Linked DNA regions of Oryctolagus cuniculus: region 2 is linked to region 1. Evidence: chromatin contacts called from public Micro-C data. All regions are on one chromosome and are shown on one strand. The core of a region is the stretch at or near the end of the contact, and the rest is flanking DNA. Distances in the headings are between cores, read along the strand shown.

What was found. A called contact is a pair of places that touch in the nucleus more often than the background predicts.
Region 2: a Micro-C map of ear pinna shows a contact between it and region 1, with 6 times the contacts expected there. The contact joins two enhancer-like sites. A contact is called at or near these places in 3 of 6 Hi-C or Micro-C datasets (ear pinna, psoas muscle and an unstated tissue).

Annotation. Positions count from the first base shown.
Region 1 is chr4:69,131,273-69,134,328 of mOryCun1.1, forward strand. No RefSeq gene overlaps it. Among named protein-coding and RNA genes, the nearest start is that of NEPRO, 88 kb to the left of the region's middle. Within about 2 kb of position 1,564, at least 1 of the 8 cell types and tissues checked has an H3K27ac peak or open chromatin away from gene starts, as enhancers often do. A contact at or near this core is called in ear pinna, where this site is marked.
Region 2 is chr4:69,315,311-69,318,366 of mOryCun1.1, forward strand. BOC (BOC cell adhesion associated, oncogene regulated) reads left to right here. Exons shown (of 19, transcript XM_008266939.4): 17 at 13-89; 18 at 521-699; 19 at 1,673-2,422. The coding sequence ends at 1,860. Among named protein-coding and RNA genes, the nearest start is that of BOC, 77 kb to the left of the region's middle. Within about 2 kb of position 1,506, at least 2 of the 8 cell types and tissues checked have an H3K27ac peak or open chromatin away from gene starts, as enhancers often do. A contact at or near this core is called in ear pinna, where this site is marked.

The DNA.
Region 1 (3,056 bases), core at 314-2,813:
TGAATTGGCCCAGCTCAGCTGTTGTAGCCATTTGGGGAATGAACCAGCAGATGGAAGATATTTATCTCTCTCTCCTTCTCTCTTCATATCCCTCTCTTTCAAAATCAATTTTTTAAAAAAGAAAGAAAAAAATTTCAAATCCGTGCATATGCAGGGTCTTCAAAAGTTAGTGAAAATGCATATTATGAAAGACTTATGGGTGAATTTCAAATTCTTTGTAACAAAATAAACTTATTGGGGCCAGCGCATTTGGCACAGTGGGTTAATGCCCTGACCTGAAACACCGGCATCTCATATGGGCACTGGTTTGAGACCCGGCTGTTCCACTTCCAAACCAGCTCTCTGCTATGACCTGGGAAAACAGTAGAAGATGGCCCAAGTCCTTGGGCCCCTGCACCCATGTGGGAGATGTGGAAGAAGCTCCTGGCTCCCGGCTTCAGATTGGCACAGCTCCAGCTGTTTTGGCCATCTGGGGAGTGAACCATCAGATGGAAGACCTCTCTCTCTTTCTCTCTCTCTCTCTCTCTGCCTCTCCTCTCTCTGTGTAACTCTGACTTTCAAATAAATAAATAAATCTTTAAAAAAATAAATAAATGTATCTTTTAATTCAATGTTTAATGCTAATATATTTTCATATACTTGAAAGGCACAACACCAGAAAGAGAAATACAGAGACAGAGATGACAGAGAGATCTTCCATCTACTGGTTCACTCCTCAAATGCTCACAACAGATAGGGCTTGGCCAAGCAGGGAGCCAGAAACTCAGGTCTCCCACATGGGTGGCAGGAGCCCAAGCAGTAATGAATTTTTTGAAGTATCCTCATAGGTAATATATAATCAAATAATCACAATAGTTATGCAACTCATATTTTAATGCACTCTACTTTTTAAGAGAAAGAAGTCAAAAACAAGCCATAAGCTGTTGGATCTATTTTAAAGAGCCAGACAAAGCTGCTGGGCTGTGGCCTGTGGTTACTGTACATTCCTTTCTGTTTTCCACCCCCTTTTCATCTGGAGCACAATGCAGATTGGTGTCCCTGATGATGACCACAATGATGAGTCACAGGCTTCACAGATTAAAGGCTATTGAACTACACCCACCCCTCTCCGTCTGGGCCTGGAGAGTCCCACACTTGAGCAGTCCAGACTATGAGACTGCTCACTGGACATCAGAAAGAGGAAATGAGCCTCATCTCCCTAATGTGGCCCACGGGGTGTTCCAGTTTCTTCTTCTGGTCATTTTTGTTGGCTCTCCAGGAGCCCTGCTGTCTCTGGGATCTGGACTTCAGCTTGGTAGCCCTCAGGAACTTCTGCAACTAGTGGTAGACCAGGTAGAAAAGGATAGCAGGCGTGGCTTTGGGGGAAGTCCTTGCCCTGTGGGAGGGGAAGGAGTGGGAAGGAGAGAAGAGTCTTTCTGAGATGAATGATAGTTCTCTCTGCCAAGAAAAATCTGAAAATAGCCTCAGTGTGATGAGAACTCACAGCCCTTATGGGTCCTAAAGGGAAATGCTGGAGGAGGCTGTGGCCACAGAGATGCTAAAGGTCAAGACTGGACTTGGAGGGGTTGCTGTTTTATATGTTTAAAGACCAGGTCTGTGTTTTGATAACTGAACTTGCTAATAGCTGGCCACTTGAGTTGCTGCTTCTCCTCTCTGTTTGTTTTAAAGAAGGAGATTGAGCCAGTAATAATGGGAGGAGCTGCACATGGCTTCCCCAGTTGGGAGTGCCTGCTTGTTTTTCCTTCTGCCTGGGCACGCAGATGTGCAGGCCCTACTCGCAGACTCACAGGTCTGCGGGAGACTCACAGGGGAGCCCTCGCTCTGTGTATTTATACAGGATGTGTGTATAAGAGGGTGTTCAAGTATCAAAACATATAGGGAACTGTGGGCGAAAAGAGGAATTACGGCAGGAATTTAAATATACCATTTCTCATCCATTTACTTCTTCATTCACTCGTTTGACAAACTTCTACTGAGTGCCGATTGTAGAAAAAGGGTTCTATGCCAAGATTCTAAAAGATGAGCTTGTACAACACTGCTTTCAGGAGAGTGCCATCCAGTGGGGTACCATCTACTTGTGCATAAAAACATACATTTGGGGCCGGCGCCGCAGCTCACTAGGCTAATCCTCCGCCTAGCGGCGCCGGCACACCGGGTTCTAGTCCCGGTCGGGGCACCGGATTCTGTCCCGGTTGCCCCTCTTCCAGGCCAGCTCTCTGCTGTGGCCAGGGAGTGCAGTGGAGGATGGCCCAGGTGCTTGGGCCCTGCACCCCATGGGAGACCAGGAAAAGCACCTGGCTCCTGGTTCCTGCCATCGGATCAGCGCGGTGCGCCGGCCGCAGCGCGCCGGCCGCGGCGGCCATTGGAGGGTGAACCAACGGCAAAGGAAGACCTTTCTCTCTGTCTCTCTCTCACTGTCCACTCTGCCTGTCAAAAAAAAAATTAAAAAAAAAATTAAAAAAAAAACCATACATTTGGTTCTCCCACAGTGCAAGATCCTATGAGCTTGATGCAATAGGAACTGAAGATAGATGCTGTGTGTATACATTTGCTTCTGGCTCAGAAGACTTCAAAGAAGATAGGCAGAAGGAGAGGGAAGGCAGGAATCACACAGTACATGTCCACAGGCAAGAAAAGGTATAGCATGCTGGCAGTAGCAAGTAGATGGGTTTACCTGTAGAGGATTCACATGGGAGGTTGGATGGAAGTGAAACTAGAAGCTAAGCATTAGATTGTATAGAGCCTTGAACTCCAAGGTCAGTTGACCTCAACACTTACAGGTAGAGGAGGCAGCCCCCAAAGTCTCAGAGATCCAGGCGAGATGAGACTCAAGTTACAGCATAGAATGGCTCTTTACTTCCAGATCAGCAAGCCCTCACTATACCCTCAGGAAATACATTCATACGGAATCTGTCAATGTGATAGGAAAGTCATACCCTCAGAGTAAAAGATAGCCCTTTAAGTTGAATCAGTTACATTGGGCTTGCTTTTCTCACTGTAGCCCTGTGGAAAGTACATCCTCACTGTTGATAACCAAGTCTTCCTTATTCCACTCC
Region 2 (3,056 bases), core at 256-2,755, 180 kb after region 1:
GCCTTTGAGCAGCAAGATGACACCAACAGCCTGCTGAGCCAGACCCTTCTTGGCACTGTGTACGACTCCCAAAGCCACCAGCTGGCCAGGTAAGCGGGCCCCGCCCCTCCCTGCCTCTCACCTGCTAGCCTCGGAGTCCCACCTCTCTGTAGCCCCTCGCCAAGCACCGAGTGCTGTTGCTTGTCTTGGTGGCCCCCGAGGCTGACCGCCATCCTCCCGCCAGGCTGTGCCCCTCAGCACTAAGTGTTGTGCTTGTGGTTAGGATCCCCTTGCCACCTGAGACCTGGCCTCCGAATCCTTCCCTCGCTGGGTGGGCCGGAGATGCCCACATACAACCAACTTGGGGCCCCTGGACACCCGCCTCCACAGCTCCCCCTGCAGAATGAAATGGCAGTGCGCCAGCAGGGTCGGTGGAACTGATGGTGTGACGCCCCGCGGCCAGGGCAGGCGTGGGGATGCCGCAGGGCGCTGGCCCACTTTGTCCCCGCCTCACCGCGCCGTCTGGTCTTTTGCAACGCAGGGGCCCCACGCCTCACCCAGACGAGGGCGCATTCTTATACACACTGCCTGATGACTCAGCTCACCAGCTGCTGCAGCCCCACCTCCAGGAACAGCCTCTTGCCACGGGCCGGTCACACGTGAGGAGTGCACCCGACGGTCCTGGGCTGGAGGCGCCGTGGGACCCTGCATTTCACTCAGGTCAGGGCCAGGGACCGGGCAGCAAAAGTGAACAGGTTGGGGATGACCTGAGGTCGGCATTCATGGCCCAGCAGTAGAGGCGAGGAGCGAGCAGTCTCTAAAGTGGGGCGTGCTGAGGGGCAATCCACTGCTCCAGTGTGGAGGGGAGCGGGGGTGGGGGAGGCTCGCCACTCCCCTGGCTGCGGAAGGTCTGTGGGCACACCAGGTGGATCCTGCAGCGCTGTAATCCGTGGCCCTCAGAGGCCAAGGAAAGGGCCACTTCCCCGTGCCAGGGATAGGAGCCTGTTTTGTGTCTGCATTTCAAGGCCATTCACAAATTCCTTTCGCCTCCCGTCACCAAGAAGCATTCTCTAATCACTTGCTCTGTTGGGTCTTGTCTCTTAATTAAGGAATAAGATTGCATCAGTCGTTAAGGAGCCAAGTTCTCACAAACAGCATCATCAGAGCTCTGTGCACGCACAGAACTTCTCCGAGGGGCTCAGGGCCTTTCCTGTCCCTCCCCCCAGCACCAACCTCTGGTCCTCTGGTCCCCTTGGAAATCCGTGGGTGCCCAGTTAGGACCGAGGCTGGTTCAGAGGATTGCTGATGTTTCTCAGTCTGTGTGGTGTGCACGTCCATTCCCGTGCAGATCCTAGGCCCGATCTCTGGGAAGTTAGATTCTGAAAGACTCCTAGAGCCAGCCCCAGCCGCACGTCAGTCTGCAGGGAGTGAATTGTGGGTGTGATGGTTATGACTAGCAGCCTGAACCCTCGGGGGCAGGCTGAGTGCTTGGGAGCCTCCACGGTCCCAGGTGGGTGGGACGAGTGTAGCCAGTGGCCCTCTCCATGAATGCCTGCACTTGGTTGTAGGTTCTCTCCCTCCCTTTGGGCCAGTATAACCAGCTGCCACCAGACAGACTGGCCCATTGCCACCATGAGTTGGTTTCCTGGTCAGTCTGGGTTTTAATAACGCTCCCACCTTCTCTCCCCCACAGGGACCCCGTGCTGTTTGGGCCTGGTACCCGTGGAAGAGGTGGACAGTCCTGACATCTGCCAAGTGGGTGGAGGAGACTGGTGTCCCCAGCACCCCACGGGGTCCTACCTAGGACAGGAACCTGGGATGCGGCGCTCCGCCAGCCCAACGGTGCATGTGTCTTTTGAAACGCCGCCTCCTACAGTTTAGGCAGAAGCTGATATCCCAGAAAGACTATGTTTTTTTTTTTTTTAAAGAGACAGAGAAAAATTGGTATTTATTTTTCTATTATAGTCATATTTATATATTTATGCACTTGTAAATAACTGTATATGTGTTTTTATAATTCTGGAGAGACATAAGGCATCCTTCCCATTGAAGCACGAGAGGGAAACGAACCTCAGCAGGACAGGAGTCACCCAGGACAGAGTAATGGCGATGGCCAGAGCACGGACTCCTTGCTGAGGACTTTTGCCGGCTGCCTGGGAGGCGGCAGGAGGCCCACAGCCCAGCGGACGAAAGGAAGACTCCTAGGCACACTGCACTTGACCGCCACGAGGGAAGAGCAAGAACCACAGTCTGGAGACAGACCCCCGAAGATGGCTGCATCTGTGCTACAGGAAACGCTTTCCTGAGACGCCAGGAGACCAGACTGCGATGTGTACAGCACCATAAGCATTAACAGACCTTCCAGCATCAGTAATCTGTGACAACATATCTCTGTAAAAACAAACACTGTAACTTCTAAATAAATATTTAGTCTTCCCTGTAACCTTCAGCTTAGTCATCTATGAGTCAGCATTTTCTTGAGACGATGGAATTCAGTCTTTGAGGATTGAAGAGAATACCCATCCATTCAGTGATGACATCTGGAGAAGTCAGCGAAAACGTTTTGCATTTTTTTGTTTTGTCTTTTCAGACGTTGTCTGTTGTGTTTTGATTAACGCGTTCTGTAGAATGGGCAAGGAACAGCAGATTCCTGGTTCTCTTGTGGGGGAGCTCTGATCAGATTGAAGGAATGAAACCAATCCTTTATATATAGGTGTGTGTATTCAATCCACATCTTTCCTCCGAGCTGCTGTTTGCCTAAGGGCCGGGCTGCACGTGAACAGGTGGTGCCCAGGCAGCTCACGCCCCTTGTTTCCAGAGATAGGCCGGCATCGCCGGGGCGGTTGACTCACTGGTTTAAAATCAACACTCACTGCTGGCCAGCTAAAGGATCAACCAGAGCTTTCTTTTATAGGCTGAAAACTAAAAACCTTTAAATGTGGAACTGGACTTGATGGCGCCGGGGGCTTGCCGCGACAGTTTTCGTATACTTTAACTGAGTTTTCAGGGCAGGGTCAGTTTTCTAGATTTCAGTGAGGTTGAGTTAGAGATGAAATGCCACTTGAGACAATCTCATT